Linked DNA regions of Mus musculus: region 2 is linked to region 1. A link is a contact called in public Hi-C data. All regions are on one chromosome and are shown on one strand. Each heading gives the region's core, a stretch centred on a gene start, on an enhancer-like site or on the middle of the called end of the contact. The rest is flanking DNA. Distances are from core to core; before and after follow the strand shown.

What was found. Hi-C and Micro-C count contacts between places; a contact is called where the count stands out from the background.
Region 2: a contact with region 1 is called in a Hi-C map of cortical neurons, with 4 times the contacts expected there. The contact joins the promoter of Kcna4 here to the promoter of Mpped2 in region 1. A contact is called at or near these places in 1 of 484 Hi-C or Micro-C datasets (cortical neurons), 1 of 115 datasets of contacts at active chromatin or transcription factors (cardiomyocytes) and 1 of 9 other capture datasets (liver).

Annotation. Positions count from the first base shown.
Region 1 is chr2:106,688,552-106,696,048 of GRCm38.p6, forward strand. Mpped2 (metallophosphoesterase domain containing 2) reads left to right here and starts at 4,630. Exons shown (of 7, transcript NM_001143683.2): 1 at 4,630-5,270.
Region 2 is chr2:107,286,771-107,294,267 of GRCm38.p6, forward strand. Kcna4 (potassium voltage-gated channel, shaker-related subfamily, member 4) reads left to right here and starts at 3,819. Exons shown (of 2, transcript NM_021275.4): 1 at 3,819-4,301; 2 at 7,374-7,497.

The DNA.
Region 1 (7,497 bases), core at 3,380-5,879:
AGTAACCCAGAGATAAATATGCTAGAGGATGTGCGTGTAATGCAGATAATACTATGCCATTTTATATAAAGGACTTTGGCATGTCCAGATTATGATATTCAAGAGACAGAGAGGGCTGGGAAGCAATTACTTGTGGATATCGAAGGACTGTTGTAATGTGAGGAAAAGCATCCCTACTTTGGGCACAAGCGTATCATCAGCATAGTGTAAGAACTATGTCTAGGACTGGAGAGATGGCTCAGTGGTTAAGAGCACTGGTTGGTCTTGCAAAGAACCTGAGTTTGATTCCCAGGACCCACATGACAATTCACAACTGTCTGTCACTCCAGTTCCAAGGGATCTGATTCACAATTCCATCCTTCCTGTGTACTCCATGCAGGAGACCTACAGACAGACATGCAGACAAAACATCCATATGCATTCATAGGCTGTATAAATAAATCACTAAAACATTTAGAAAAAGAACTGTACTGGGCCCAGAGCAAGGCCTCCAAACTATGAGTTGATAGTCCAACACAATAGCTTGGTGGAGAAAGATGCTTGTCACCAAACCTAACCACCTGGATCAATCCTCTGGTCCCAGCAAGTTATCCCCTGATCACATATGTGTCATGGCATTACACACTCACATACATACTAGATAAATAAATGTAATAAAGATTTAAAAAATGTAGCAGTTGTGTAATTGAATTATTATGCTAGTGGGGAAATTTTTAGTTTCTGCTGTTCTCTGAACTCAGTTTTAGAAGTTGTATCTACCCATTTTATTTATTTATTTTTTTTGAGAAGGAAAATTATGCTACCTTGTTAAATTGAATTATCCATTTGAAAAAAAAACACATGGGTACTGTTTTCAGATTACATGGCTTTTTCACATTATTCATCTTTTAAGAATATTGTAGCTCTGCTTCTGTGAGAATGTATGCTTTTCCCAAGTAGCTCCAAATTCTACAACGTTTTCAGACCTGGGAACATGGTGTCAAAAGGCTTAGTATAGTATGTAAAAACTGATAGCAAAACTCATGCAAACCTGTTAGAATGGATATTAAAACTGAAAATACATTAACCCATGCTCAGCATTTTTAAAATTTCCCCTAGTGTAGTGTTTAAATACAGCTGGTTTGTAGCTCATATGTGTAAGGCTGTAGGTTCAATCCTTAGCACCACAAAATAAATTTGTCTAGCTCATTATATGCTCATAAAAGCTCATTATAATATTATTAAATTATATTCATAATAAATATATCCACTATTTGTAATAGTACATATAATATGTCTGATACATGCTAGACATCGCTTACTAAAATTGTAAGAATTAATATTTTGTAAATTTCTAAGATTTTCACATCTTCCTTGCTTGCCATTATTTCTGCTACTAGCAAAGCTAAATCAAATTTACCTTTTCCAGTATACTGATTACACAACTTTTCAAGAAGTAAAATTTCATCTATTCTAGAATGTCGCAAATCGTTCTGAGTCACATACCTTGTAAATCAAAAAGAAGTTTTAAATAAAATGAACCCCCAAATTATTCTTGCATTTATTTTGAAGGTATCACAAAAAAGACATATCCAAGGATCAGATTAATCACATGGGTCCCTTTGAGACCATATCTTGACAAACTGTCTTTGCAAATATTTAGGTGCCAATTTACTCAGCTTTCTTTTCTCTTGCAGTATTACTGTATTCAAAGAGAAAAACCTTCAAATGGGCCAGACACAGTATAGTCAGTGTTCAGTTTCTGGTTGAACACTGAGAAAATAATTTTGTGAAAAAGTCTTAAATTTCTAGAAACACGAACAAAAATGCCTTTAAGCTGAACTATTTTACCTACATGGAAAGTTCTGATTTACCCAACACCAGCCTTATGACGTCACTTCCTTTCTTGCAGACCTGGCATGGATTTTTCTTCATTGTTCATTTGACTTTCTCACTGATGCGCTCCGTCCTTTGCTTTTTCATCTGTTGATTCATGTGGTCATTTAACAACCATGTCCAAGTGTCTTATGTGTGCACTGTACATTTGTGTGAGGGATAGAGAGGAATATAAGGCATAGATGGACAACCTTGAGCAGGAGGTACAATAAATACACACAAAACTATTTTTAAAAGTGAGGACCATCAGGATTCAGGAGTTTAAAAAGTAGTTTGTTGTTGAGTATTTTTTATCATATCTTAGTGGTAGTGCTACTAGCCACTCTCATTTCTAGTGATACCTCAAATTTTGATGGAAAATAATTATAAAAAACTTGAACAGGTTGAAGACAAAAGGAACATACATAGCTGTGTGGTTTTTTTTTTTTCATGAGATTCACATAATTTCATTATCCAAAGAGAGTTAATGATTGTATTCCTTTAAAGAGTTGTAGGACTAACCTTGGCTTTAGTGTGCTCTGTTCCAGGAGTCTCTCTTACAGGAGGCTGAGCGTGAATTCCAACAAAGCACTGAACATTTAGGGGAAGCGTCATTTGCTTCTAAGCTTCTATCTAAACTTCTGCCAGTCTCCCTCATTTTCTTCCCTAAATGTATTCTGAGGAGATATTTGCAGGGATTTACAGTGAGTATCAGGAAATGCATGTGGTCTGCATCCGATCATTTTGAAAGTAAGCTTTTAGAGTATGTACCTCTACTTGTGGATAATATCTCAATTTGGGAGTTCAAATCCACTTACTGAAAATTATTTGAAAAGTGACTTCCTCTTGTTCCTGACTTACTGCTTAAATTCATTTACATTTCTCCAGTTTTTTTTTGGTTTTGTTTGAACAAGTTTGGCTTTAACAGCCTAATGGAAATAAAACTTATCAACCCAGGTACAAGTTGGTCATTGCTGGATAATTAATTATTTATAAGCAGGGACCCAGTAAGTTTGGTTTTCTTCTTATATTGAAATTTTGTTTTAAATATTATTTTCCTCAGTTTCTCCTACTCAAAAAATGATACAAATTCCCACCAACTTTGTAAAGAACCACACACTTGATTTTTAATCACATTAAATATCCTTTAAAATGTGCCTGTAAAACAGAGCACATTGTTATTTATAGTCAGTGTGCCCATATTTAGATCTCAAACCATATTAAATTAGTATGACTGTTTCAAGTAACGATTCAGTGTGTGTGTGTGTGGGGGGGGGGGGTTAGTGCACAGTGATATTAGACTGATCAAATCAGTCTAATTAGTCTTAAAATTCAAACTGTTTACAAAAGAGGAGTGTATTGCTAACTCTTCTGGGAGACAAAATCTAATAACTTAAAAGAACAAGTTTCTAGTCAGTGTTCATGGTTGGGCTGAAAACCAAAAGACAGCAAAATATGAAACTGCCCCTTCACCTCATCTTTGGCATCCTTTAATGTCAGTGTCACTTGCTGTGATTTGTGCTTGGCCAGAGAAGGCACTGTCCTTTCCCCTCAGCCCATCAGGCAAGCACTGACACTCTGGGCACACTATACAATGAAAGTACATCAGTAAGCCCATTTCCCCTTCATTTCTGCATCCTGAGCAGAAGAGATGGACTACTTAAAATTCAAGTGTCAGGAAAGTCCATTGTAAAAGGGAAATATTTTCAAGCGAATTCCGTTTGATCTTTTTTTTTTTTTTCTTTAAATAAGGGGCTCCTTCTGCCTCTCTCCCTTCCTTTCCAGACCTTGGAAACCAATTAGTCTCAGCACAGAGGCTACAGGCCAGGTTGAAACGGCTCCTTTTTAATTTTAGGGGATATAATTTCAGCCAGGACGTCTAGTCAGTTGTCATGTAGTATACAAAGCACAGGTTTCACTCTCGTGCACATACATTGGTGTTCCCTTCGGAGAATGCAGATTTTCTTTTCTTTTCTTCTTTCTTCTTCTTCTTCTTTTTTTTTTTTTTTTTTTTTTTTTTTTTTTGAATCTGACTCCTAGAAAGGAATTAGATCTGGTCGCCGTCCAAATCCTTCGGCTCTGACAGTGGCATAACATCACAGGGCCACCTCATCTTTCAGACAGCCGTGCCAACCAAGTTTTCTAAAAAGCCGTCTGTCCCACCATTTCAGCGGCTTTTCCTATCCTTACCCCGCCCTCCTTTTGCATACAAATCCTAGTGTTCCGCTCCCCTTCCCCGCCAGGTTTCCAAAGTAGCAGAGAAAATTGGAGTAACTTCGATTTATTTATTTATTTATTTATTTGAAGAGCGTGTCTTTGGGAAAGGGAGAATGTGATTCAAAGGGGCGCGGGGGTGTGGGTGCGGAAACAATTAAAGCCTTTGCCTGACTTCACCTTCTTATCCTGAACCTGTCTTAATTCTTGAAGGTGAAAAAACACCAGCTGGGTTGGCCTTTTCTTTCTCAGGAACAACATTACAGAGCCAAAGTGGGGTGTGTGTGCCTCTGGCTCTATGAGAGGGTTTAGGAGAGGGAAGCCTTGATACCCCATAGGAAAGTCTCAGTTCAGCAGTGTGGAGGGACCCTGGGGTCGCCCCTCTTGTGAGATCTTAGTGCCCCAGTCGCTCCTCCTGCCCCTGCAGCGAGTTCTGCGCTTTGGAGCTGTGCCAGGACCTCTGACAGAGCCTGGCAGGTTCATGAGTGGGGGGCGGGGGCTTGGTGTTCTCTTTGCAGAAGACGACCATCTGGGGGGCTCCCTTATTTTCCTGGCGCTCAGTGGCCCGCCCCCATCTCCCCGACCCCTATCATTTTAACGCTGATCACACACGATGGTGAACTTGCAGCTCAGCTTCCTGCCGCCTGCTTGACCCAGGGAGCACCAGCAGCCTGCGGGCCTCGCCCTCCGCTCTCCCTCCTCTCCTGGAAACCCCGCGGCCTCGGGGCGTGGGTGGGGGGTTCGAGTGGGCCGGAACTACGGCAGGGGCGTGCAGGGCGCGGGGTCCCAGCGGGGAGCTCACAGCAAGCGGCGCCTGGGCGGCCCTGCTTCCTGGAGCTGTGCTCCTTTGACCCCAGTGGCAGTCCCTGTCACTGCACCGCTCGCGCTCCCTTCGCTCGCCGCGCCCTCGCTGCCTCTCCTCGCCCCCTCGCTCCTTCTCTTCCCAGATCGAGGCTGCTCCGGTCCTCTCCACCTCCCCACGCAGCGACCCCGCGTCCCGCTCGCACCGCGCCCCTGTGCTGCCCTCCCAGGCCCTGGATCGGCGGCGGGGACCTCCGGGGTCGAAGGTTCTGGCCCGCCCGCGCCCCTCGCCCCTGCCGCCCCCAGCGCTGCTCCAAGCCGGCTCGGGTTGCTTGGCGATGGCTCGCCCGCACACCGGGCGCTGAAGGCATCCCGGGGACCCGGAGCGCAGCCCGGGAAAGGTAATCCGCCCGGGGAAGGGAGGCGGAGGGCGGGGGAGGGGGGAGGAGGCGGCCGGTGCCGGGCGCGAGAGGAAGGGGAAAAAAAAATGCACACACAAAGCGGAGCCCGGGTGAGAGGTGCCTTGTCAGAGGCGCGTGCGAGGGCGCGGGGGCTGCGGAGCGCGGCGGCCCCGCCGACCCTGAGGTTGGCCGACTGAACACTCGAGGACCCGGGGAGAGCAGATTTGTCTCCCCCGAAGCCCCCAACAAGCGAGAGCGAATTTCTTTACGTAGCTGTCCTTCTTCCCACTCCCCATCTCGCCCCCTGTTCTCCCTTCCCCCCAGCCCTCGGCCACGGACCTCTCGGGGTCCCCACCTCCCTGCCCCCTCCTCCGCCGGGTTTCTCAGGAAGGTGGTGGCGGCAGGGGGAGGGGGTTGTCCGCGAAAGCCTGCGGCAAAGCCCCGGGGCAAGGGATGGGGGTGGGGCCCGGGAGTCCGAGATCTGTTTACTAGAAAGTCCCAGGGTCGTGCGCCGCAGCTGCCCCGGCCTAGGCCCGGGTGCATTGTGTTGGCCCGAGCCCTGTGCGCCCGCGGCGGCCCGGGGCCAGGTGCAGTGGCCGGACGGCTCGGTGCAGCTTTGTGCTCCGGCCGCCCGCGCGCGCAGCGCTCCAGCGCGGAGCTCTCCGCCAGCCCCCGCGCCCGGACCTTACTCTCCGGTCTCGGCGATTGCTGCCTGCCGAGCGAGAGGGCTGGGAGGCGGGGTACGGCAGCGTGGAAAAGTAACCGTAGCCGCCCAGTTTCTTTTCTACCTAAGCAGTAGTTGTGTGGATCTCCCCCTTTACCCCCCAACCCTATTTACATTTACATGTGGCAAGATTCTCTTTTAAAATCTTTTGAATTTCGGGCTTTTGCGGCCTAGGAGGTGAAGGGAGCATTTTTTTTTTTTTAACCTAGAGGTTCGAGAGGGCATTGAAATCCCCCAGCAAGAAAAGAGCACGGAAAGATAAGCAGTGGGGTTGATTTATAGCGCACCCCACAACACACCCGGAATTAAGAGTGAATGCGGGTCATGAAAAATGTGTAATTGATTTGTGATGGTAAAGACACTAACAGGTCAGGCTGGGAAAAACACACAACTTTAACTGGAAGGGAAAGACTTCCAAAGAGGGGGCAAGGCGGTGGCCTCCACATTCTCCTCCAGCCCGATGGCTGGCTGGATCTCTTCCCTTCCCAACTGTTCCCGGGAGGAGCCTGGCAGCTCCGGGACTCAGAGCAAAGAGGCAGCTGCTTAGGGTACGGACTCGGGCTCTGGTCTGTATGCTCGGAGATGCCAGTGCGCTTCGGAGGCTTCCGTCCCAGACCTGGGGTTAAGATGCCCCACCGAGGATGGCAGCGACGTCAGAGCCCGTTTTCTACGGCGGTCTTCAGTCGGTGTCCCGCTGGGAGAGAGGAAGGTGGGGGAAAATGCTTAACCGACCCTGGGGGAGAAAGTCTACTGTCCTTCGTGCTGCCTCCACCGCCGGCAGTGGCGGTGCCCAGCGGGTACTCAGCGTCTACGGAAAGAGGAGGGAGTTGTGGCCAGGACCAGGCAACGGGAGCTGTTGACAGAGCAGGGCATGTGTGTGTGTGTGTGTGTGTGTGTGTGTGCGCGCGCGCGCGCGCGTGTATGTGTGTAGTAGCTGCAGCCCCCCACCTCATCTGCCCACCCTAGATTTAAAACAAACAAACCAATCCAAAGTAGAGAATTCTGCGTCCCCCCTCGCCCCACCATATATAGACCCCACGCTTTGTCAGAGGCTCAGGAGAAAAGTCGTGCCCTCCCTCTCCGAAAGAATGTGCCAGCTGGGTGTCAGCAGTGCTGGAGACAAGTTCAGGTGTAAGTGTGAAGGGAAGGGAGGGAGCTTAGTGGACAGAGGCACGTGGAACTTTTTTAGCATTTCCAGAAAAATAAAGAAGCGGTGCAGCCACGGTTTGGACAGCGTGTGGGCATCGCTCCCGCATGCGGAGATGAGTAACTGGAAATGGGCATAAAAGAGTAGGGGCGTGAGTTAAGGTTCTCGATCCGCGAGACAGAGGGAGGAGAGAATGAATTTTGGCGGGGTTGGATCAGGAGCGAACTCCAAAGTCCCTCCACCCAGTAAGTGAGGTGGCTATCTTCCTAACTCAAATGAGCACCATTATTTAAACAAGGAAAGCGAAATCCAGGGCTCATTTCTTCTGGGTTTGGCGTAGGCAGCACGCGAGTACA
Region 2 (7,497 bases), core at 2,569-5,068, 600 kb after region 1:
CAGAAATAAATATGCCTTTCTGAATCTCCAGACCTGAGTAGAATATGCATAAGATGTAATAGAATGGGAAATGAGAGTGAGCAGTCATTGGAAACACCAACTATGAGTAACACCTAGCTGAGTGGCTCACTTGCATTGAGAATAGTGGGCTGCTCAGAAGATCTCCGCCTATGAATCTGGAGGGGGCGGCATGGAAATAAGTTCTCTGGTTCTTTCTCATCTTTACATCACTTCAGAACTTTAAAATTGGTGATCTGAGGATTTGGAATTAGAAGATATAAAAGTAGTGACCCCCATTTAGTTATTTCCCAACATACAGTGGAAATCTTTCTTTATTGATCCACAACCTGGGACAGGTACAGTTTTTGTTTCCAGAGGAAGGGTGCGGGGTGCCTGGGGTGGAAGGAAGCACTTGTTTTCAGCAAAGTGTCACGGGCTTGTTAAAGAGGCAGTAAGGGGTAGCCAAACAATGCTATTCATTTGCTATTCAGGACACACTCACCAAAGAGTACAGAAACCTTCATAATGGACTAAGTAAAGTCCCACAGGCCTCCCAACCTGCTTTGTGCAAAAGAAATTCTGCTGGGTTTTGCTCCATTCTACAGAAAGAAAGACTTCATGTCGCAAGCTAGAACATTTGTGCCATTAACGGGAGACTTCAAAACCAAGGATAAATTATTCGAGGTAATAGGTGAGTGTGGAGGTTGGGAGGCTTATAAAGTTTTGGTTAGGTGATGATTAAGAAAGGCAAGAAAATAAGTTTTCTAGAAAAATGAGAATTTTAGGACTTAGTCAAGGTAGAGATTTTGTAGGTTACAGTAGAATAAAATAAAGTTAAATTAAATTAAATTAAATTAAAATCTCTCAGCTCAGTTTGTGAGGCTCTAAACAAACCCAAAGAGTATGAGGGAGAGAGAGAAATGCAATGATTCTTATTTTATAAAAAAATTACTTAAGTGGGAAAATGGAGTATGTGTGTGCATGCTTCTCTGTCTGTCTGTCTCTCTCTCTGCACGTGCATGTGCATAACTGTATATGTGTACATGCTTGTGTTTTTATATGTTTGTTCTGGAATGGGGGCAGAGAGCTGAGAGTGGGGCATGTTATTTTTAGGTGGTCTGATCTTAACCTAACCATTCCAGTGGGTTAGGCTTAGTGTTCCTAACCCTAGCACCTGGAACCTACCTATTTTCCACAGGAGCCACTCTCACGAATCTTCAGACTTCCTTTTTTCCTTGGAAGTCCTTATTTGTTTCCTTTGGATTGGATGCTGTTAAGGTTCTTTGTATTTCAGATGTGGCACTTTCATATCTGCATCATAGCACAGGTTGAGATCTGTGAATCTGTGACAGGTATTTGCTTACATGGATACGTGGGCACAGACTGTGTGGCATCACTGAAACTGAGGAGAAGCTTTCCGTATGTTGCAAAGCCACACATATAAGGGCTAATTCTGCTACTATATCATAAATTAAACAACTTCAGTCAAAGTTTTATAACCCATGCGAATCTCAATTTCTTTATATCATAGTGACAGAATAGTACCAATCATACATAATGTTTAGTCGTGCAGGTTAAGCAAGACAACATGCATGCAGATAACTTAGAACATTGTCAGTGATGGGATGGTCACTCAATGACTAGTCCATACCATGACCAAGTAGTCAATAAATACTTGTTCCATGTTCTGAATGAGTATTGTCATTAGAGTGCCTTCTATTCAGGTGAATTGTTGCTATTATTTAGTAGTTTCTCTTCCTGATACCTAAGAAAGAAAGATGCTTATGAAAACTTCAGGCATTTAAATGTTTAAAACTTTCTGGACCACAAGAAGAATAAATAGCCAGTGACATGTATAAGCATACTTTGCAAAGTTTCCATGTGATCCAATAAAAACATCCGAGCTTCGATACAACCATTATCTTTAGTACATTACTCAATCTCATCTTTCAACTCTCTGGAAGCATTCCATAGCTATTGTGGATTGATCTTACAAATTGCTTTTGGAAACTGGTCCCAAGATCTTATACCCTATGCCCTCAGCCCTGATTCTACCATTCTCTAAAACATCCTTCTGATGGCCTAACAGTAAGTCAGTCCTCTCTTTCTGGCACCTGTAAGACTGCACAAGGACCTAACCTTTATTTTGGAATCAAAAATGATTGCTTTCAGTTTTGGAGAAGTCAGTCCCTCCCATTTGCTGGAATGAGCTCCAATTTGGAACGACTTGGAACAAGTAGCTTCTCTAGGTGCCTGTAGGAACTTTTCTCTGTTCCTCCACCTACAGGGTAGGGGTGGGGCAGGGATGGGGTGGTTGTGGAGGGTGTTTGGGATAAATTTGTTTGTGCCATAATCTCAAGGTGCTCTGACTGGAAGAAGATAGGAAAACCAGATCCCACATTACAGCTTATTTGCTTGTTTCCCCTTCAGTAATTACATTTCAGCCCCCACCCCATTATTTTAAAAATTAAACAACTAAAGCAGTCTTCCAGGTGTCTTTCCCCACGTCAGCAGCGACAGGGTGAGTGCAGTGCACAGGGGCATATCTATAATTCAGCTCAGGAATATTTTCCTTAATAATTAATCAGGAATCACAAAAGAAGGAAGCCCAATAGGGCCCATGAACAAAGCTGCTGGAGAGTACAGCTACCCAGGTGCCAACTGACCAGCCCAGGACTGATCTGCTCCCGTAGCTGGACCTGTGTACCGTACTGCTTATTCAAACCATAAGGTGTGCTGAGGGAGATGGCCCAAGACCCAAACCTGACCATCACCTTGATTCCCCTCCCACTACACCCTGCCCGGTCTCTGAGCTAACCTTTCTTGTATACCACATCTATGTCCCAGAGACATCCACAAACTAACCACTAATGAAAAAGCACCTAAAGTTTATCTGGGGTGGGGTTGCCTTCCTAGAGACACACTTAGTTGCTTATAGGATAGGAAATGTGGAGTACTTAAACAAACAAACAAACAAACAAACAAACAAACAAACAAGTGGATGGCAGTAAAGTTTGGGGCACTAATATAAAGCCTCTCCAATGGCCCACATGGGCTCTCCAGTTCAGCTTCAATTATCTTTGCAGCAACAGTTTCACAGAGGGGTCAACTCAGCCTTTCAAAAGCTCCAGCCTAGGCCATTTTTAACAGTTTGTCCATAACCCTCCAGCCTCCCTCCTGTTGTGACTTGAGCCTCCTGTACACAGTAGCCTTCGCCGGGGGTCAGACTTCATATTCGACCAGTCTCTAACATATGGTCTAATACATGGGTAAAGTTGATCTTTCTCTGTGCCAACTGGGCCAGCAGCTGAAGCTGCAGACTCTCAGTGTTCCAGGAACGCTGAGACTAAGGTTGGGGTGTACTCACGGGGAGGGGAGGGGGAGGATTTCTGGACCTGCAGTCTGGCCAGAGATGCACCTGAGCCCTACTACCACACCTCTAGGGGTAAACAGATGACCAATGTCTGGGGAGATAAAAGATCAGGGTAAGAAGGGAAGCTGCCCCAAGCTATCCACCCCATTTTCTGGACTGCATCTTTCATCGAAGTCCCTCTCTCCCAGTGTCTCTAGTGGCACCTGTGCTGTGGTCGGTCCTGGACTTCTATTCCAGTTCCTACGGGACACATCTGCCTCCGGGATTTGCTCCTCGCTTGGGGGTGATACCCAAGTGCTCCTGGGATAGTTTCCAGAAGCTAAGCAGTCGTGGGGGCTGGGCCGACGGGTGGGGTCGCAGCGTCGTGACTGTGCCCGCCCAGCCATGCGGGGAGGCACCCCTAGTGACAGCCCCAAAGGCCACACCCTCGGCCCGGCCAGGCCCCGCCCCCGCCCGTGCGCGCTGGCAGCCTGGGGAGGCGTGTGCTGCTCCTGCAGCCAGCTAGAGAGCAAGACTGGGATGGATACTGGAGAAGGAATGCAGGCTTAACAAGTGATCGCTGCTGTCTAGGATTTTGAGTCTTTTTCGGAGAACCTTGACTTCCGTTCCCAGCCCATGTCTGCTGTGCCGAACTCCAGAGGAACCAGAAATCTCCGGGGTCTACCTTGGGGCGTCCCCAATCTCCACCTCTGGGCTCCAGTAACGAGGACTCTGCAATACCCCCTAGCCCCCTGGCCAAGACAACCGAACTTGTTCCGTGGATATTTGGGATCCTCCACCTGCCAAACCTGAGCGATTTTTTTTGTACTGCGCCCCCACCCCCAATGATTCTGCCCCTCCTCCAGCTGTTGCAGCGTGGAAAAGGGGAAACAAATCACCGGGGGGGATTTTTTTCGTCTATTTTTATTTTTCGCACTTGCTGGGAATGGTAAGTATGAGATCTTTCTTATCTTTCCTTCACCTTACTCTTTTGGCTGTTGAGAAACTGTGGACATTTGAGGAATAAATAATATTGAGAATGTGACAGAAGGACATGAATGGAAGGCGGTTAAAAATAAACCAGGAGGTGGGAGAAGGGAGGTGCAGATGCTACGCGGCGCTCCAGGGGCAACCCAGGGGATGGGGCGAGTGCGCCCTGCTTAATGTGCCAGAGCGGGAACCCAGGTCTGGAGGCTAGGGCGCAATTAAAGATGTCGTTCCCCCAACGAGGTGGGGTTTAGATTCAGCATCATTTTCGTTTTGCCTGATCCCAGCCTCACCGTTCCTCTCCTTTGCGAACAGCTGATGAGCCGGTCTGTATTGTTGCCTCTCCCAACATTCAGATGGCATGCATTTTCAGAGTGTTTGAGCAGTCCACAGGGACTGGATAAATGGTGTGCGTTGAGTTGATGTACGTGTTTCTTGGTGTTGGTTTTTCTGATTCTATCACCTTTTTATGTTTTAATTTTGTCCCTCTCTGCCCTTCTCCCAAATTTGGTTCAGGTACCACCCTAACACAGTTGCAGAAATTAGCATCTAGAAAGGAAAGCAGCCTTGTTGTTGTTGGGTAGGAAGGGAAGAGGGAATGCTTGTTGGTATTTGGGAACATAGAAGCAAGAATAGGTGCCCTGCAAATCCTATTAGTTTAATGGTGTTAAGAAGGTCTCTTGCATAAAGTCTGCTTGATTCTCCTAAGAAGAATACCTGGAGAAAGAGAGATTTTAAATCAGCTTGGTTTGTTTGAAAAAATGGTTTGGTGGGTTTACAATTTGTCTTTTCTTTCTGTCTTCCTTCCTTCCTTCCTTCCTTCCTTCCTTCCTTCCTTCCTTCCTTTCTTTCTTTCTTTCTTTCTTTCTTTCTTTCTTTCTTTCTTTCTTTCTTTCACTTTCTTTTCTCTATCTCCCCTTTCCCACCATGCCTCCCTGCTTCACTGCCTACTTACCTCTCTCCCTCCCTTCCCCCTTTCCTTCTTTCTGTCTCTCTAGGATAGTAAGGTAACTAGTAGCCAATTGAAAGGAAAACAGTTTTCTTTTTGAATGTCAAAGAGTTAGAAAAATAGTAATTAACAAGCCTAAATAAATAAAAGAATAAGGAAGCATTTGCTGTAGAACACAATGAAGGCAGTTCCAGAGCTTGTAGAAGTTACAGTGAGCTGGAAGACCCTCAAATTCATGACATTTGGGGGAGTTACTTGAGTAGAAGAAACATCTTCACATTTGTAAATCTATGGGTATGTCAGTTATTCAGGGCTTAAGTGGTGTCTGTACAAACTGTTTGTGGGTGCTGAGAAGTTGAACACATTCTCAGGCTTTTTGGATTCTGTCAATCTTAAAAAGATGTTGGCTGACATTCCACAGTGAACGTAGTCATAAGGTGGTTTTGTACACAAGGCCTTAGAGGTTTCACCACGGTAAACACTTATGAATGTAAGATGATGTGACCAGGACAACAGAAGAGGGGGGTGTTGCTAGGGATAACTTCTGAGGTGTATTTTCTGGAGTCTTTTGGTTTCAACCAAGGGTGTGTGTGTGTGTGTGTGTGTGTGTGTGTGTGTGTGTGTGTGATGCCCTGTGTTTGCCATTTAAGTTATGGGACCAACACTCAAAGTGAAGAGCAGCAGGTGCTCAAGGGTAGAATCCTGTTAATGGCTTCAGAAAGCCATGGCTCTCATGCCGCCGAAGTGTTTCCAGTAATAGAAACTAGAGGATGCCCAGAACTCTACCTGTTATCATCATTGCCAATTCTCTGGCTCATTTTCTGTATTCTTAGAAGTCCTCTTGGCCAGAGTAAATGGAAGAAGCAGGTGGTCAGAGTTAGGGGCAAGTTTCCTAAGTCCTGGCTGAGGAGATAAAGTCAATGGACTTAGGAGAGCAAAGTAAGAAAAGAGGGCCAGGGATAGCAGATGAGGCAGAGAGATTGGGATATGAAAAAAAAATGTGTGGTGAACTGGAGGGCGAAAGAACAGGATACAGTGAAATGGGGGGTGGGGTGGGTAAAGTGTGTACTCTAAATGCTGCATCCACATGCTTCAGAAGACTATATCAGGTGAACATGACGGCACTTCAAGGAGAGGGGATGGTTACCAAGAGAAGTGGGAACTGAGATCTGCTTCTAGGCCGTGGGTGGTAGGGAGTGTTCAGGAAGCTGGAGTAGAGAAATAAAAAAAAACAACAACAACAACAGGGGCTTGTTTCATGGAGTCAGAGAATGCCAGGTTCACACAGGCATTGTCTAGTGTCATAGTGACATATCTGTCCAAGTTCTGTCTTACCCCACCTCAGAGAGCATCGGCAAAGACTGTGAATTTAGAGAGTGGGTAGATAGATGACAGCCTAGTTTAATGCTGTGTTATCCATAACTGACATATCTGTTGCTATTTACTATGTACATAGACAGTGTGCTATCCTGAGAGCATCCATGATCTCCATGGATCCTTACCAATGTGGGGTAAAGGGGATTGATTATGTTGTCTACATTTTATGATTAGGAAATTGATGATCATTCAAGTAGTGGAGTCTAAACTGAAGAAAAATGTTTTATTTCCCCACTTCTTTAATCCCAAGAAAAAGAAAAATGTAAGGGTACTTAATTCAGCAACATTCCATGAGTGAAAATTTTAAGGAGAATTCCTTGAGATAAATGAATACTGGAAACAGCTGTAAAGTCAGAGCATCACTGTTGTGGAATGAAGAGGATACTATTGAGAATTAAACCTGGCATTGGTGAAGGGGCAGAGGAAAGCAAGAACCGTGTGGGTTGAGAATGGACAGGACCTAAACAAATGAGTTGCCACCAAACAGACTGATCTGAACCAATGACAAAAGAAGAGAGCAAGGTGGATGCTGAGTGGGAGAGATTTTAGAGCAGCCTGCCCCGTATTCTTGAAAAGTTATGGTCTCCTGGTGTGTGTTTCATGATTTGCCTGAGGACAAGAGCAGTGTATGTGGAGTAAAGGGCTGTTTGCTCTCTATGGTTTGATTCTTTTTTTTTTCCCCTGTGCTTATTTCCCATCCCTCTTCAGGTGAAGTGCTTCTTGTGAATGATTCTAGCCAAAGGATGCTCTTCATTTCCTGCTTTCTATGGAGACCTCAGTGTTGAGTTTGCCTCTGCTGGAACTGCGTCTACCACCTTCTCTACCTTCCAAG